Linked DNA regions of Gossypium hirsutum: region 2 is linked to region 1. A link is a contact called in public Hi-C data. All regions are on one chromosome and are shown on one strand. Each heading gives the region's core, a stretch centred on a gene start, on an enhancer-like site or on the middle of the called end of the contact. The rest is flanking DNA. Distances are from core to core; before and after follow the strand shown. Region 1 has its middle 12 kb from the start of LOC107937944. Region 2 holds the start of LOC107937897 (polyadenylate-binding protein RBP47B).

Evidence for each region. Hi-C and Micro-C count contacts between places; a contact is called where the count stands out from the background.
Region 2: a contact with region 1 is called in a Hi-C map of leaf, with 3 times the contacts expected there. The contact joins the promoter of LOC107937897 here to the enhancer-like site in region 1. A contact is called at or near these places in 9 of 34 Hi-C or Micro-C datasets (anther, callus, leaf and 1 more).

Annotation. Positions count from the first base shown.
Region 1 is chrA12:3,363,226-3,367,411 of Gossypium_hirsutum_v2.1, reverse strand. No RefSeq gene overlaps it. Among protein-coding and RNA genes, the nearest start is that of LOC107937944, 12 kb to the right of the region's middle. Within about 2 kb of position 1,776, at least 2 of the 9 cell types and tissues checked have an H3K27ac peak or open chromatin away from gene starts, as enhancers often do. A contact at or near this core is called in leaf, where this site is marked.
Region 2 is chrA12:3,443,638-3,447,823 of Gossypium_hirsutum_v2.1, reverse strand. It overlaps LOC107937897 (polyadenylate-binding protein RBP47B), which reads right to left and starts at 1,852. Exons shown (of 6, transcript XM_016870901.2): 1 at 1,120-1,852. The coding sequence starts at 1,488. LOC107937911 reads right to left here. Exons shown (of 6, transcript XM_016870913.2): 5 at 4,086-4,186; 6 at 3,473-3,987. The coding sequence ends at 3,814.

The DNA.
Region 1 (4,186 bases), core at 527-3,026:
ACCAAATTGCAGAGCATAATGAATTTCGGGGCCAAATTAAAATAAATAGAAACTTGATTGCAGAACATAAAAAAGCGGAAGGGCCTAATGTGCAAATAGACCATTAAGTAAAAAACACGCGGATCCTGAGGCGGGTTCGGATCGAACGGATCGGGTATGCTCAAAACGACGTCGTTTTGGGTGCTAATGACCAGCCCCAAAACGATGTCATTTTAGGGGGCTATAAAAGTCATGTTTTTGAGAAAAAAATCATTTATTAGCCTGAGGAAAAAAAAAGGGGAGAGAGAGGAGAGAATTCTCTCTGAGATAGGCCCAACTCCGGCCAGGAAGGTCGCCGCCGGCCACCGTACACGGTGGCCGAAAATTCGAAAAAAGGTATTTTTATTTTTATCTTTTCTTATATTTTTTATATGTATTTATAATAAAAATATATATTCATGCAAATCAATAGATTCGAAAAAAATAAAGATAAAAAAATCACCTTAGGTATTTGCTTTTGATTTTGGTATTTTTGGTTCCCTGATTCGGTGTTATACTCGTGCTTTTTATCAATGGAATTGCTATTCTCGTTTTTGCTTTTAAAATTGAATGTTTGTATTTGTGCAAAATTGCTGAATCCCCAAACTGATTTTTTTCCTGGCTTTTTAAAGCCATTTTACATATATTTCCTATTATTTTCACTGTTGTTTGCGTGTTCCTCTTGCAGGAACAGTTGGAGCGGTGCTGAGACAGCGTTAGAGGTGTCAGAAGGGTGGTGGCAGGTGGTGGTGACAGACCATAGGGGCGGCGGCCAGCTAGGCTAGGGTTTCTTTTCTTTTTTGTTTTTTTGTTTTAGATATTGGGCTAGGGTTTGAAATTGGGCTTAGTTGGGTTTGGTTTTTTTAGTTTAGTTTGGGGTGGATTTAATTTATTTGGGCCGGGCAAATTGAGCTTGTAACAAATTTGATTTGGATTTTTGTTTTCTTATGACAATTCACATGGTAACAAAGGTTTCTTGGTGACCAAAGAATGTTTTATTATTTTTCTTAGTCTTGGGTTGTGATTTTATTATTGATTTTAATTGAGTTTTTGGGGTTGCTGAGGTGTTTTTCAAGACTGTTTTGGGGTGCTGCTAAGCCTTCTGCGTTTCTTTTCTTTTTTTTTTGTATTGGTTTGGTTGGATATGGGGTTTAGGTTGGGGATGGTGTCATTTGCTTGAGTATGTTGTGTTTATTTGCTTATGTGATAAGTATGGGTGTGCTTGATGTGATCCTGTTTTGTTTTCTGTTTCGCCAACCTCTTGCTTACTCGTATTTTTGGGATTTCAAATTATAAAATGACACATCAGATAAATATGAAGAATAACTTTTATATGTAAATATTAAATTTAGAAAAACCTTGAAATTTTTGTAAAAGTTTTAATTTTCTTTTATTTACTTTTTTATTTCTTATTATTTCATTTTAACATTTTATTTCTCTTAATTTTTTATTGTAAATAAAATATGAAATAGTTAAGTTAACTATTTTAATTATGAAAGGACCTAATTGATATATCATTGATAGTTTAAGAATTTAATTAGAATACTTTAAAATTCAAGTTCACATTTGATACAATTAACTTAAATTTTTATTTTATAATAATTGAACTCATGGTTGGATGGATTAAATTAAAAATTATAACAATAATAAAGGCTTGCCATAAAAGGTGTGGAAGAAGCACTAACTTAGGGTTGGGCCCAACAAATTGATTTGAAATGAAAAGAATGGGTTGGGTTGGGTTTTGATTTAATATGTAAATTTTAAAAATACTTAGTGATGATGTCAACATGTGATTCATTACTTAGGTTTAATTGTTGTCTTCTGCCCACGTTGATCACGTGGAAAACACCATTTATTATAAATATATGATTTTAACTGTGTTATCCAAATTCACACCTAAATTTTATTTTGAATAATGTACACTATCCAATTTCCAATAGGTGGTGTATAGTTTTTAAATTATTTTTTATCTATTTAATTTCTATAATTTTAAAATTTTATTTTTATACCTTTCTAATCATATTATCCTTTCAAAATATCTTTATCTTTATATATATGTTCCTATTAAAATTTTAATTCATAATTATTTTCATGCACATAAAGTATTTAAAACATCTTATGATTGCTCAATAAAGTTTTTTTTTTTTTGTTGTTGTCAATTTTCATTTTATTAAATATTTTAATTAAGTTAATTAATAATTTAAAATTTTATTAAGATAGTTTTTAGGATAATATATCTTAATTTATTTTCTCAACTTCTGTTTATTAATAAATTTAAATGAAATATATGTTTTATTTTTATAATTTTATAACTTCAAATTTTTAAAAAAGATATTGATTTTAATTTATTTATTTTAAATTTTAACTGTTTATACATTTTATAAAAAACTCATTTATATAATTTTAATTACCATTAAATAGTGTAAAGTTTTAAAATTATAAATCTAGAATTAGAGTTTAGCTTTACAAAAATGAAAATAATTTTATAATATATAATTTTTATTAATATAAATATATATTTAATGAAAATTTGTTAATAATTTACTTTCTTACACTTTGTATATTTTTACAACACATGTAGAAAAAAAAAAACTATTCTATGGCATATAATTTTAGTATTTGAATTTATTTTTTAACTTTAAAGTATATATATATTTTAAGATAATATGAATTAAATAAATTAATATAAATTTGAAAATTTAAATAAATAAATATTAAATATTTTTGATCATTTAAAATTTAAATTTATTTTGATCATTAAAATAAATTAATTTTAATTTGTTTTCAAATCATACCTATTTCTTATATTATGATTAAATAATAATTTTATTTCTATTTTATTTTCTTTTTTTTATTAAGTTTTATTTTAAATGTTTTGCTATACTTATATTACAATTTGATAATATTCATAATTTCTTTTTTGTTATATTAAAATTTAGAGATAAATCTCAAAATTATATATGAACTTTGATTTAATCTATAATTTTATAAATAAACTTTAATTTGGTGCAATTATACACGTAAAATTCTAATTATGGTTCAAATATATGCTTGACACTTTAATTTTAATTTAATTATATGCATTTAGAGAAATAAATACATCAATTTATTATTATATTGGATAAATATAATTATTTATATATGCAATATATAAACATACAATGATGTTGTATCAATAATTGTGTTAATGGTTTACAAAAATTAGATCAAATTAAAGTTTCATGTATAAAATTGCATAAAGTAAAAATTTATGTATATGATTGCACATTAAACCATAATTCATATATAATTTTGAGATTTATCCATAAAATTTATTAATAATATTAAATTATATGTATCAAAAAATATTAAATTATAAGATAATATTTCTTTTATTTAAAAATAAATAAAACTAGTTACTGCATCGCATAGGTAACAACTAACAAGCTAGTATAATCTTCATACAAATAAGGTAAAAATCACATTTAGGTTAGTTAAATTTGTGACAGGTGTCACACTTATAATATAATATAATTCTATATTTAATTAAATTATGAAAATTATTTCCTTTTAGTATTCTCTTCAAATTGACATTTTAAAATTAAAAATGTAGTTAAAACTTTTCTCTTCTTTCTCTAAATCTATAGTTTTTTATCTTTTGTTTTGCTCAGCGGCGGTATTACCTTCTTTTCTTTCTTTCTTTCTTTTTTTTCTCATTCACTACACATGTATTTTCTCTTTTCAGTTTGCAGATCTATTTTGTGGGTATCTTTGTTGCTTTTACAAGTTGTGATAAACAGGTGGCGGTGCATATCGTTCGCTATAACTCCACCGGCCACCAGTAATTTTTCTTGGAAAGTGGGTGGCTCTTCGTCAATTTCTTAATTTGTTTCTGTTTTGAGAGTATTTTAAAATAATAAATGAATTCACGTGTCTATTTAGACTCATGTTGTCTTAAGTTTTATATGTTTTGTTGTTTGTTTTTCCATTGTTTAATAAGTCTTCAGATTTAGAAGTTTTTGTCTGCTCTTATAGCACATTTTTTAGTTTTGCGTATGCATGTCATCTTGGTTTTACAAGTGATTTTAGGAATGATTTTGTTGTCGGCTTCTCTAGCACATTTTATTTTTATTTTTGGAAATTCATCACAACTTGATGTGGAATAAACATTTTTTTAAGATTTAAACTA
Region 2 (4,186 bases), core at 603-3,102, 80 kb before region 1:
TCTGGATAATCAAGTAAAATGCTCAAAATGGTATTGGTATTAGACATCAACTGTATGATGGATCTGAGCAGCTAACTTTCCAAGAAACTAAAAATAAAACTGAAGCTAATAAAATTCTCTAGAAGATTTCAAGGTTCCAAAGAATGGTAAAAGATACAAAGTCTTTTAGGCCCCCATTTTTCAAATAATACAAGCAAAGAAAGAAGGAAGCTTTCGGAAAGATCATGGATACATTAGAACCTTCCCAGAAATAAATGCCAATATGAGCCAGGCACTTTCTTCAAAATGGTGTCCAAGACTTCACACTACCACATAAGCATCTCAGTAACTTTTGGATCCTAACCAAGAGGATCCTATTTTATGTGTTCAACAAGTTATCTACATTAAAAAGATTATATTAAACAATAATTCTGAATGTTCAGAAGCTTGGAGGAGTCCATGTAGCAGGGGAAAATGAATTTTAAGCATAATTGATTTCGTAATCCAGCCTATCTCCCCTAATTAATACCCAATATAAAAAGTCATTACATGTCTAGTTTTATAACAACCTAAGATTGCTACTGCTGCAAAGCTTGTTCTTTTTCTTGAAAGCATCAGCAGCAAAGCTTTGGATGTGAAATAAGAGGACTTTTTTCTTATAATTAAATTTCCATGTTTACGAAACAAGATGTAAACTGCTTTTAACCAAAAGCTAATCATCCAGGCAGCTACAACACAGCTTAAATTGTCTTTTGGCAATTATCCATTTTATTTTATAATGGCAATCAACTATATAGTCTATTCATCTGTTCAGCTTCAATTAAAAACAATCCCTGTCTTTAAATTAATCAGCTTTAATGTTCTGGGCAAAAAGTTTTAAGCCATAAACGCAGATTATTTTCTAAATAAATTACTGTAATTACATTAAAAACAGAAACCACAAACTTAGCATTCCTTATATTAGCAAAAAACCTCAAACCTTAACTTCTCCTTAAACTCCACAACCAAAAAAGGCAGCAAAGTACTAAAACCAACAGATTCCTCAAAACATAAAACAAAAAAAAATCTAGTATAAGATTCATGACAAGACATGCATCTATCAATTTCATGCTATAACCACACTATTGTATTTACTTTTACCTCGCCAGTATGAGAGAAGCAACCGTGGAGATAAGTTTCGTCCATCCAATGAACAAGGTCACCAACCCAGATCGTTTTAACCTCATCCGAATTACACCCTTGTTGCTGTTTTTGTTGATGCTGCTGCTGCTGTTGGTATTGTTGATAATGGTAATGATGATTATTGTAAGCCATATAATGATGGTGAGGGTACATCATCATCTGCTGCTGCATCATGACCATAGCAGCCGCCGGGTATTGCATGGCTCCCATCCACTGGTTAGGCACCCATTGTGGATGTTGTTGTTGTTGTTGTCTGGTTTGTTGCGCTGGCGGTTGTTGTTGTTGTTTTGAGTTGAGATCAGGAGCGTTGGTTGAACTTGACTGCATCTTTGATAATGTAGATAAACAAGCTGATCTGAGGCTCTGGGTGTTCTTCTTTCCTTCCTCTCTCTCTTTCTCTCCCCTTAATGGCCAAACGAGAGAAAGAAAAGCAGAGAGAGAGGGGGGGTGCTGTAGAAGGGAATGTAAGGTTATAAAGGGTGGCGGTGGATCTGAGTTGAAGGGGTAAATAGCGAGAAGGAAGGGCCTCGGCCTCGGGTACAGCGATGGTGGTTGTTTACGTGTTTTGTTTGTTGCCGGCCCGTGAGTTTTAGACAGGGACCCACCTGATGGTCGTGTGGGGATATCTTACCATGCTGACCTGGCCTCCAACCGCCATTCCCCTAGTAGGTCATGTTTTAGATTTACAGATAATGCATCACTAATTTAGCTGCTTTGTTGCAACTTGTAGAATTAGAATTTAGGAACTTTCCAACCTTTTTTTTTTTTTTAATCATTGTAATTTCAATATGACAAACCCATTTTTAATGTTTTTTATTTCTATTTTTAACATCTTTTATTTGATGAATTTATTTTATGTGTAACTTTGGTAAGTTCATCATCATCAATTTATAAAAGGTTTTTTAATTCGATACGTTGATCAAATAATTGAATTAATAGATTATTTTATTTCTATTATAGTAATTAATTTAAATTACAAATGTGAGTTATAAGTGTTGTATGTGATTTAATGCACATACTTCTTTCCATATAATATGTTAGTTACATACATATCACATCATCATTGCAATAATATCCTACAATTTTTTTTTTGTTTTAAATAATTTCAAATAATCATATGTATACGATCATAAGAAATAAGAAATACTGTTTGAAATAGTACCCTTAATGTAGTAATTTTTAAATTGATTAAAATAATAAAATTACCACATGCTCATTTAATTGATCGTTATATGTTTGTCTTGAATGATTTTAGCATTAACAGCAAAATATATAAGTAAATATAAGCTCCTTGATCACCTAAGGTTTAATTAATAATAAGTTGCATTATATGAATGGATTATAATGTAAAAAGACAACTCATATGTCGTCTGAATTACCCATAGTCCGTAAAATCAGATTAAGCAAATAATTAAAATAATAGGGGACTATTATGCCGTGTATAAGTCCAATTGGGGTATTAACTTGTCTTGCTTATCGTAACAGATTTGCTCTAAAAAATAGAAACATAAATGTGATTGTTTGAATTGATAATACATTATATTGGACTCAAATTGAATTTATCTTAAATATATTTATAGATTCATTCACTTATAACATAAATGACTTGTGTATTTTGGTATATTGAAAATTTGTGCTCTCATGATAGTAGGCCGAAAGTTGGTATGTTAGATGCGTGACTTACACATGGCATGACGTCACTCACAATAATGGAACCTTAACTTAAATAAGTAGGTAAATGGTATCTTCTTATTAGCATTGTATGAATTATGAAAATAGAACTAGGTATAAATATTGATACATGGTTAGAAATTGATATAAAAAATCTTAAGGTACCAAAGTGATAATTAAGTGCAACTTTAAGGATAAATAGTGCATTAACCCCCACCATAGACTATGCATCAGAGTACAGCAATAGATTTATATAACTTGAGATTAGACGTTGAAACAGAAGATTAAAGCGCAAAAATAAAAATAAAAATAAAAACGATTCAAAGAACTCCCGAAAGGATGTTCAAAAATTCGAGTCTTTTGACTCTCAAACCAACTAACCCCAATTTTTTTTTAAACCCCACTTGACTTCAAAGTTTAAGAAACTTTAAAACCCCACAAGTTATGCCTAAACCTGCTGGATTGGTTGAGATTCTACAATCACTTGCTGTCGTAAGAAAAAAGAAATAGAAACGTTTTAATTCAGATATTTGAAATTGGTTGGAGGGTCAAAAGTGGAGGGATGAGTGGGTTCATAAACAAAAAGGGTCCAAGTTTCTGCCGGTCAAGCCCCTGGCCCGCACTCATGATACCCGAAATAGGAACTTTGAATGTGGGCGGTCTCCCTGCTTCAACTTTTAAAAGCTTGAACGTATTCATATTAACATATACAACGCAAAAATGCAAGTTTCTCCTTTGATTGGGCATAAATACAGCAGTTTTCTGTCAAAGCTATATCAAGGGAAAAACAAAAGAATGAAAAGAATACGAAGGTGTGAGTGTAAGGTTAAAATTTAAAAGCAAAATGATGCATGCCGTGTACCCAAAATCCGAACAGAGTTCAGCTTGGTAGGTTCACTGTTGGTGCCTGTCACTTGGTGATCCGAAACAAAGGATGAGTGGCAATGGGTCAAAAATGAAATGTACATCAATGCCACTGCTTTACTTCCTGTAATCTCCATGTAGATAACTTTCATACTTAGTTCCATTGAGTGCCTTTTCAACATCAACCCAATTCTGAATGTGATTGGATAATGATCCCTTGTGTATCTTTACTTGCCGACTCTTCAACTCCCTCTTTGGAACCTTTAAGAATTCTTGGACCTCGGCTAACTTCTGCACAATGACCAGAAATGAGTCTATTAAGAACCCGCACTTAGATAAAAGATTCATGACCAGAGTAAAAGATCAGCTTTTTGAAACATTTTCCTTACGGTGTGGTTCTTTACTACATCCTCATAGTAAAGAATGATGTGCCGTGTGCTTTTGAAGTACTCCAAACCTTTCTTAGTTGTCTCTTCGACCTGCCTTAGGA